Regions from separate parts of the Drosophila melanogaster genome. Here region 2 is linked to region 1. Evidence: chromatin contacts called from public Hi-C data. All regions are on one chromosome and are shown on one strand. The core of a region is the stretch at or near the end of the contact, and the rest is flanking DNA. Distances in the headings are between cores, read along the strand shown.

Region 1 (4,899 bases), core at 946-3,445:
CCACAGAATATAAATATATTGTTTCACCACTTAATATCAACATTTGTGGCTAGGAGGGCACTGTCAATCTATGTACTTACCATCCAGAATTCATTACCCGGCAGGGCGTTTCCATCCCAAGCGTAAGAGACTACCAGCAGCATTCCGGCGTGCTCAGGATCACTCAATTTTCGTGCTGGATTGCGCTTGGAAATGAGCACCCTGATGCCATCCTTTGGATGCCCGGGAATCTCTATCAGCGATCCGTTGCTTAGACCGCCGCAATGTGTGATCGAAAACCAGGAGAAGTGCACGAGGCCAACGTTATTGAGCCTGTTGCCCAGCGTGCGCATACGCTGCTCGAAGGTCTCCATGAAGATGCGCTCCTGCTGTTCTGCTGCCTTCCACACGCCCAAGCCGAAGCCCACCACATGGATGTACGCCAGCTTTTTCACGCGTTTTGCCCTTGCCTCTGCCTCCAGCAGCAGCATGTCGAAGCTGATGGCGTAACGCCGCTTCATCACCAGATTGTCGAACACGTCCATCTTGTTTTTCGATGGTCCGAAACGCTGATTGTCAATGACTGCCTGGCCGTGGATGAGATCCCGTGTGGCATAGAACTCGCGCCACAGTCGTCGATAGTCCTCATCACGCGTGGTAGCCGGCTCATCCAATGCCATTCCGTAGCCCCTTTCACGCGTATTCTGCTGACGTGCGATTACAATGTCCTGGAACTCCATTAGATTACGTCGCGACAGACGGGCTCCAATCATGCCCACAATAACCCCGTGACGTTCCAAAGTTTTCGTGTTCAGATCAACGTGACCGCAATTGGTTCGTTCGCCCTCATTGACAAACTCCGTGCGGGAGCTCACGGAAAGCAGAGCGGAGAGCTTGATATCGTCATAGCTGAGCACGTTGGCCAGCACCAGAGGCGCCTTCTCCTCCCGAGTACCCACGGCTTCGAAGCCACTGGCCCCGGACTCTCCGCTCACCAGCAGGTACTTGTCGTTCCGCGCAAAGAAGCTGGCGCAACGCTTTACCAGCAGACGTTGCACAAATCCGCATAGCGATAAATTCCGGTAGATGGGCTTTTCCACCGCGTTGCCTGTGGTGAAATGCGGCAAGTCGATCAGTTGAGAAGGCTATTTAGGCAAGAGAATTGCTTACCCCAACGACACTTGTGCTCCAAGTACTGCAAGTAGAGGCCCAATGTACGTTCGTGTATCAATGGATAGGCGGATGCCACTTCCTCATTTATCCGGGCAAGCCGCGATGGAGATTGCCGGTATACTTTGACACTGTTCACGCCGAACTACAAGAAGAAGAAAGTGGAAGGGTAAGTCGACGTTGGCTGGGGGGTCACCCAAGTGTAATACCTCCAGCGGAAACTCCGCGGACAATTTAATCACATTGCCCAAATTTTCGTATCCTCCGATTGGTTTCTGCACTTGGCGGCAATCCTTCAGCAATTTGCGTCCGAAATTAGTGAGATGCGGGGAATCACCGGTGACCGCTGGCCAAACCTGATCCACTTCAGCGCCAAAGGTAGACATGGTCTTTGGGTTTAAACTTTTCAATTTACAGGTAGCTCTATTAGTGTCACCCTTTCGAAGAGAAAGTCCCCTTATTTGTGAAATGAATAATAATTTCACAATGACACTTAAATGCTTTGTGATAGAATCTTGGTGGTTGCATTTTGAGTTAATATTTTGTGCGATACTTGTCAATATAGATTAGTTGATTATCGATAAATCTATTCGATAAGTGGTCACTAATACCGTTGATTAATAAATATTGTTGATTTTCTAGTTCCTGAAATCTCGGCGTTCATACGGAGGGACAGAAAGACGAGAAAAGTCAAATCGACTTTTGATCCTGATCAAGAATATATATACTTTATATGGTCGGAAACGCTTCCTTTTACCAGTTACATACTTTACTGTTACATGCCTTACTGTACGAATAACGGGTATAAAAACCCAGTAGCATTATAGCGTAATTTCAAAAATGTTCTTCATTTGTTGTTTTGTAACACCTGGATATGTTGTGAGACATATGTATATGCTCTAAATTGTAAAAACCGGACACAAGAATGTATTCCCATTTTGTTAAAACGAAGAAAGCAAAAGCGACTCATTTATGTAAAATGCCGGTTCGGCGATCCGGTAGCACTGCCTTTTAGTGTGACCACTGGCCACATCGGCATTGCGGGTGGAAAAAGCGGCGGGCACATTGTGGATCGGATCCAAGCTGTTTTTGGTCGTCTCGAACTCAAAAAAAGAAACGTAAATCCAGCGGAATTAAACGCGATTGTGGAAGGCGTCTCGTTCTTGTGATACCTCTGCCGTGAATCGATGGTCGGTTTGCGGAAAATAATAAGGTGGCAGGTGAAACGCGCATTCCCCTCTCTCTCGCACAAACACACCTCCTGCCAGGAACGGAAAGTAACAACAAAAACAACTGGAAGAAGCGGCTAAGGTGGAAGCGAGATAGAGGTAGCTGGATGGATGCTAGTGTGGGAAAGGAGAGCGAAGAGAAGTCAGAAAAATCAAATCCAAATCTAAAGATTCATCCCTTTTTCTGTTGCCTCTCTCTTTCGTCACCTCCTTTTTCCCGCTCTCCCCCATCAGCTGTGTCTCTGTGTTCTCTTTTCTCCACGGCTCTTTCGATTTTCTTTTTTTTTATTGTTTGTTTCTGTGCCTTTTTCATACGGTTGTTTGGCCAGCTAACGGTATTCCGTAATAAATGTTATTGTTGTCAGCCCGTTGTGTTGTTGCAAAATATTGCGTGTTTCTCTCCGACCTCTCTCTCATCATCCTATCTCGCCCCGTCCCTGTCTGGCCTGCAGTTTATGCAGGCCTACAAAATCGTGATTTATTCTAGATCTCAGAAGTGATAATGAACGCAAATACACCGCCCAAATGGCGAACTTAAGTGTTGAATGTGCTTATGAATAAAAACCATTACTAATTTTAAAGGCAGTGCCAAAAGTCATTAAATTATTTCACTGCTGTTGGAATTAGTTACAAAAACAGTAATTAATATAGAAACGCATGTTATTGTTCGGAGTCAGCAAAAATAGATCATGGATTTTCATAAGTGTAGGCTTGGCTCTAAAAATATGCATTGTATTTAAAAGTAAATTTAAAATTGGAAAGGTAATTTACTTTTGTAGTGTTTAGTTTCTTAGGTCGAGTGCAATTAGAATGTACCTTTGATTTATTTCTTGTGGAACTATTTTTGGGTTATTGCAGGATATGCTTATACTTGAGTATAGTTTTGTTTTAGATTTGGTAAACTGTGCCAATTAGATTCGCCAATGAAAATGCCAACTACAAATTGCTATGAAAAATCGTGATTTTTGCAATGCCCCGCATAAACTCGTGTCTGTGTGTTTGCCACGTTGCTTGTGTGTGTGCGTGTGTGTGTGTGTTGCCGCTCTTCTTTTTTTTCCTCCACGCAGCGACATCGCATCGAATTACCTTTGTTTTTGCTGGCAGTTCATGTCTGTGCTTTCTTTCCGGCATTTCGTTTTTATGTCGTGCTCCTTTTTTGGCGCATTAACGTATGAGTGTGTGTACAAACAACCGAAAATAGCCAATAATAACAATAAGAATGCACTGCCATAGAGAGAAGAGAGTGAGAAGCGGAGAGAAAGGAAAAAAGAGAGTGAGAGAGGCGGCAAGAAAGTTAAACAGCTGAGTGTTAAAAAAAAGAAAGTTCACGAAATAAACAAACAAATAAAAGTACTCCTGCCGTAAAAAGTACAAATTAATTAAAGACAACAATTATTTCCCTATTATTATTCCCAAAGGCGACCATAAATAATCTTTAACCGTTTCACCAAATCAGAGAAACTGAGAAAACATAAACATAACTTAAATTAAAAAGTCCACCGCCAATGCCCGAGAAGACTACAGTGAAACAATAATACAAATAACCCAAAACAATCAGTTAAATCGAATTGAAGCAAATAAACAATCGATCATGTATCGCATCAGTCCAATTGGACGCAAATCGAACTTCCACTCGCGCGAAAAATGTCTGATTGGACTCGTCCTGGTAACGTTGTGCTTCCTCTGCTTCGGCGGCATCTTCCTTCTGCCGGACAATTTCGGCAGCGATCGTGTCCTGCGCGTCTACAAGCACTTCCGAAAGGCCGGACCGGAGATCTTTATCCCAGCCCCGCCCCTCGCCGCACACGCCCCCCATCGCAGCGAGGATCCACATTTCATTGGCGATCGCCAACGTTTGGAGCAAAAGATTCGCGCCGAATTGGGCGATATGCTCGATGAGCCACCGGCTGCGGGTGGAGGCGAACCTGGACAATTCCAGGTGCTCGCCCAACAGGCTCAGGCTCCAGCACCCGTCGCCGCTCTGGCGGATCAGCCGCTGGATCAGGACGAGGGACACGCCGCCATTCCCGTTCTGGCCGCCCCAGTTCAGGGGGACAATGCCGCCAGCCAGGCCTCGTCCCATCCACAAAGTTCCGCCCAGCAGCACAACCAGCAGCAACCACAACTGCCATTGGGTGGCGGTGGCAATGATCAGGCGCCGGACACACTGGACGCCACACTGGAAGAACGGCGTCAGAAGGTCAAAGAGGTAGGTGGTTCACACTTGATAGCTTGAAATACGCTGGATAGTAAGATCGATGCAATGATATAAATTTAATATAAATACAAGCTAACGATACTGTACTTAAAATCAAAGTGATTAGTACAAGTACACAGTACTTGGGATGTGGATATTTTTGCACATATCTTTTATCGATTGCAATACCGTTAACCATTTTACTGCCTGGAGATTATATTCTTTATCGGGTCAGCATATCTTATCGTAAAATGAACTTGGAAACCTTGGAAACCTATGTACCTCTTTTTAAAACTGGCAAATATTGAACTCTCCCGGGGTTAT
Region 2 (5,075 bases), core at 1,556-4,055, 460 kb before region 1:
TGAACGGCGAGCAAACTATATAGAAACCACTTTACACATAATATACTAAAGCTTAAAACAAAAAAAAACATAAAATTAAAGATGAAAACTTACAAAAAAATACCACTATTTTTACATTAATTATTTTTAAATTTATCCTTATCTTTACCTAAATTAGTTTAGAGCTTTTTTTTGCGTCGTCTACATTTTACTGTTAAGTTCATTTAATCTACACATAATCTACATGAGGATGATGTGACGACACCAGATGTATCTACACTGTACATTGTATCTACATTACAGAGCTAAAATATCTATAAATATTATAAATATAACAAAAAAAGAGTAAAATATTATTAAAAACACAAAAAAAAAAACAAAAATAATTCGTTCCTTGGTTGTTTTTATTTTCGTTGTAGTTCAGTATTTTTGATTTTCAGTAACTGGTTTTCCTCTCTCCTTTCCAAATCGGCTTCGATTCCGAAATCCTATAATCCCGATCGTTTCGAGAGGCTTTCGATGTTGTCCCTGTACCCAGACATACATATATTAATGATCCGTAACCCCCTATTCAAACAGTTGTCTAAATTATTAATTTAATGTGAATTTGAGAAGAGCTAAAGTCGTCAGATAAATTCAAATAGCGTGTGAGTACATACATAGATGTATACCTAACTAACAACACCGATCATATATATGGAGTACACTAAACTAACATAACCTAACGTAAACTAAAATAAAGAATAAATGAATGAATTAACTACCTCAGCTTTGAATATTTCTATAGAAATGTTATTAAATGTATTTGAAAAGCGTAAGAGATATACAAATGCAAGATGCCGCCAGATCGAAAGATAGTTAATAAAAAGAAAGACAGATGGAACAGAACAATGTCAAAGAATACAAGTTTTAGAGCTGCATTTATATAGTATCAGATCGATAAGGAACATAGTAACAAAATCGTAAAACAAAACCAAAAAAAATATATTAAGTGTACGTTTTGCATATTCCTATATAGTTAACTAAACGTAAAAGCAAGATGGGTAAACATGAATACTACTATAACAATCATTTTGCGTCCATTTTTGTTGTTTCCTATACAAGAAAAAATTAAATAAAAACAAAAACAAACCACAAAAAAAAAAAATAAACAAAAAAAAAGCGAACGAATAAATCACACAAATAGGATGAAAACAAAACTATATTCCCAATTACATTGTATAACTGTCTTTTAACCACAAGCAAAACGCTAACACAATCGGTACACGATAACCAATATACTATACATATATCAAATATCCACTCTGTGTATGTTTTGTATCTGCCATGGAATATGTACCCGAAAGTAATCTAGATAACCACGTAAAGGACATAGGACTCGATGTCTAGATGTGTCGTCATAGTTTAGAGGCCCCAGTATTTACTAGCCAGTACTTTGCATTTGTTTGCCTTTATCTTTTACCTTTACCATTGCCTTTAAATTAACCCCTCTGTCCAACCAACGAAATTCAAAAGAAAGGGTTCTTCATTTGATTACCATACCCCTCAGCACGCCCAAAACTCCTAGTATTCTGGCCTGTCCCAGGGTGCTGATTCAAAAACTAGAGATATACATAGGTGTATACATAACATACTAATCTGCGTAAGATGTTTTCCCCATTTCGGTGTAACTAAATGTTAATATTGCTAGCGCTCAATACGAAATTACCGTATACAAGACCCACATACAGCAAATAAAAAGACACAAAAGCTTACTAAATTGTATCCCAAGGCCAAGGAAAATATTAGAAAACCAGATATACAACTAACTCAAATACAATTTTGTGAACATGTGAAAAACAAATCGAAAAGAAATTTACTCAATAAATGATTTTTCGTATATAAGAAGTGCATTTTGAATCAAGTTTTGCGATTATCCTTTTCAACAACGTTTTAAAATTAAGAATATGATATTTTCGAAAAACATTTTTCAGAATAACTTGGCCAAAAAAGGTGGCTCAGCTAAAACGATGACTGTTTTGTGTTGCTTATTAACATTGCTAACAATCTGTAACACTTTCAAACCGAGTTTCAGGAATAATTTTTTTGACCAATTTAAGCAATTTTTCATTAGGGGTACCATCATCAAAATTCGACAAATTACCGATTTTCTCATTTTCGATAACCAAATTTGCAAAAAATGGCCAAAAATTAAAGTTGCCAGACTTAAATACAGTTCGATGAGGAATTTGGAACGATTTCAACGAGGTATGAGATATTCCAATTTTGGACAAACCTTTGATTTAATATAAAAAGAAAACTTTTGTTTTTGTAAAAAAAAGAGCAATTAAAAAACCGCGTTAAATGCAATACATTCAAACTAGTTTTTATCATAGTTTGGCAAAAGGAGGTCGTACAGGTCGTTGTTAATTTCCCAAAGAAGCGTGCAGATTAATTGTAATGAATCCATTATTAAAACATAAAATAGTCTTTAACTTTTGTGTAATTCAGAACTCGCAATAATATAATATATAATATAAAATAATATAACATAATGGGAAAGTCGATGTAAAAATATTTTTAAGGTATTAAAAAATATCGATATTGATGCTTCAATCCCCGCTTGCCTTAATTTTATAATAAAACGTAATATACTGGTTTTAATTACATCAAAAATAGCCATATTTATTTATACTAGCAAAAGTTACCGACAAAAATATCACGAATAAAAACCGAAATCTAGCTGAATATCGATAGATCGCCGAATAAATACCAGTTAAAGCAACTATCGATATGCGGTATTTTTGCAGCTTTCATCCCCAAGTCACTGGGCCCTCGAGACCCCCACCACTTTACGAATTTCATTCGCCAAGTGAGCACGCGGCTTCGTCTGATTCTGCAAAAGAAGTTTTTATTCTGTGACTTTTGTGAGAAGTTATCAACTGAAGGTATTGTGCTATTTTCTATATCTATTACATTTGCGAGGCTCTTTTGCTTAACAAGAAAAGAGACGGTGTGCCCCGTACCTGCCATTGATTTTTTTTTACCCATTAATTCACGTCACCTTGCGCTAGATTCTGTAGTTATGTAATGTGCTAATTTTTTTATTGTGTCGGTGTTGGTTTAAACTAACGTTTTTTTTTGTATGTTCGACAAGCAGTTCCGGTTTAACTGCATCGAAAAGAAATCCCGAAATGGGACTTGAAAATACCCGAAAAGTGCTTACATAACCCTTGCGAAAAATAATTGTGCCGAAATTGTGTTTGCCATCAATTAAACACGTAATAAATTGGGCGTATTAGCAAACTTTTCGGTATTTTATACCCCCAATCCAAAGTTCATTTAGAATACCCAGAAAGAAAATGGAAGAAGCCACGCTGGATCTTTTTCCCATCTATTTCCTTCCAATTTGCAACCACGCTGGAACTGCCAACTTATGCAATAGCAACGAGTTGGCAGGCCGGCTCGTCTGTACGAAAAAATGTTGCACATGAATTGCGATTATATTTCAAAGAGAATTGCACTTCTCTAGAATCAAATTGGCCTGCATTTGCACAAATATATTATTATATACACCAAATGCAGGCTATTCTATAGTAAAACGCGTGGCAATTGATTGTTCTACCGCCCAGTCGCACATGAGTGTGTATGAACACACAGTTGCGAATAAATTCCATGTGCCACTAACGCCCTCTCGCTCACTCCCATGCCAGACACCAGCTGCGCGTGCAAGTACTTATCGGGTGTGTGTGTGTGAAGAAGAGAGAGAGAGTTGGTTTTATTTCTTAAGAGTAATGTAACTATTTCTCTTTGGTTGCCTCCCTTTCTTTTCTGACCTGCTTTCTTTTATTAAAGATAAAAATTCATGCGAAAAAAACGGGTTTCCCCAGTGTTCTCATTTCTTCTATTATTATTCCATTCCCATACCCCTTAAACCCTTTCTGACGTCAATCGTTAATGTACGTATAGTATTCATGTGATTTATTGTTTATTGTAGCCCTTTGTGTGGCCTTTTAGTGCGATTTTGCACTTGGTTGAGATTAGTGTTTATTATTACATATCCCTGGCGAATCACATTTCCAATTCTCGCCCAGTCGGCGGAAATTTTCAGTGTGATTTTCAAGCCGATCCACGCCCTGTCCTAAAACCCCGATTCATCGCACACTGAGCCATAAAAATTATAACTTCGCTGCCGTTTAATTTTGGCAATTAAGCATTTTTGCAGTAACTTTGCAACTGCATTTTTTACGCTCTCTTTTTTGATGGGCAACTAGCTCTCTTTTATTTTTTATGTAATTTTTGTGATAACGGGACCTTGAAAAAGTGTCGTAGACAGTTATATAAATTAACTGTATTAGCAGAAGTGTTTATCTAATCGCTTCACGCATTTTTTTTCGAGCGCCGCCCCTCTTCCGCCTGCGTGAAAGAGACGAAGCGTGAGAGAGAGGGAGAGAGCGGCAGGTGGACGTCAGAAAGCAAAGTCACATGCTAGCAGTGCTGCCAACCCTATCTTTAGAAATAAAGCCAAATGTTATTAATAGCTTAGCAATTAAATAGCTACAAACAATTAATAAAACCTTTCAACTCTTTTCAACTTTTATTTTTATAAAAATTGATAATAGTTTTGGTTTTTGTATTTGAATAAATTGTTCACTGCTGTATATTGAAGTTTTCTAAGCCAGTCCAAGTAGTTCTTAAAACTGAATATCAAAGATACCCCAATTTTGTTGAATAAGGAAGACATGTATTTGGGTGTAATAGAAGTACACTATTCAATCTTCTAGAAATCTAGCTAACAACTAGCTAAACGGGACTATCCGTCTGCTTCGCAGCTGACTTGTCGGCTATTTGCCAAATGTAAATGTTGTGCGTACATTCATTTTGGCAAGCGTTTAGAAAGCGCCGTCGAAAACCTCGAAAGGGGTAAATGAAAAACAATTGGCCATATATGCATTTTTGGTCATGGCCAAAACGAAACAAAAAGTGTTTTCTAATGAGTACAAGTGTGTGGTACAATACTTCCTCTTATGCAACGAATGGCGACATTGAATTCTTGAATTCTCAGCACTGATAAGCGGCGATCTCTCGCCCTCTCTCGCTCGCACACGTGCTGTTGC

What was found. A called contact is a pair of places that touch in the nucleus more often than the background predicts.
Region 2: a Hi-C map of the Kc167 cell line shows a contact between it and region 1, with 4 times the contacts expected there. The contact joins the promoter of Ant2 here to the promoter of alpha-Man-Ia in region 1. A contact is called at or near these places in 1 of 107 Hi-C or Micro-C datasets (the Kc167 cell line) and 1 of 6 datasets of contacts at active chromatin or transcription factors (the Kc167 cell line).

Annotation. Positions count from the first base shown.
Region 1 is chrX:10,323,254-10,328,152 of dm6, reverse strand. alpha-Man-Ia (alpha-Mannosidase class I a) reads left to right here and starts at 2,195. Exons shown (of 8, transcript NM_167223.3): 1 at 2,195-2,520; 2 at 3,835-4,587. The coding sequence starts at 3,970. CG2909 reads right to left here and starts at 1,689. Exons shown (of 4, transcript NM_132388.4): 1 at 1,359-1,689; 2 at 1,150-1,294; 3 at 81-1,087. The coding sequence starts at 1,535.
Region 2 is chrX:10,784,637-10,789,711 of dm6, reverse strand. It overlaps Ant2 (Adenine nucleotide translocase 2), which reads left to right and starts at 2,805. Exons shown (of 4, transcript NM_176725.3): 1 at 2,805-2,906. It overlaps sesB (stress-sensitive B), which reads left to right and starts at 2,754. Exons shown (of 4, transcript NM_001298161.1): 1 at 2,754-2,906. It overlaps Imp (IGF-II mRNA-binding protein), which reads left to right. Exons shown (of 7, transcript NM_167253.3): 7 at 1-1,843.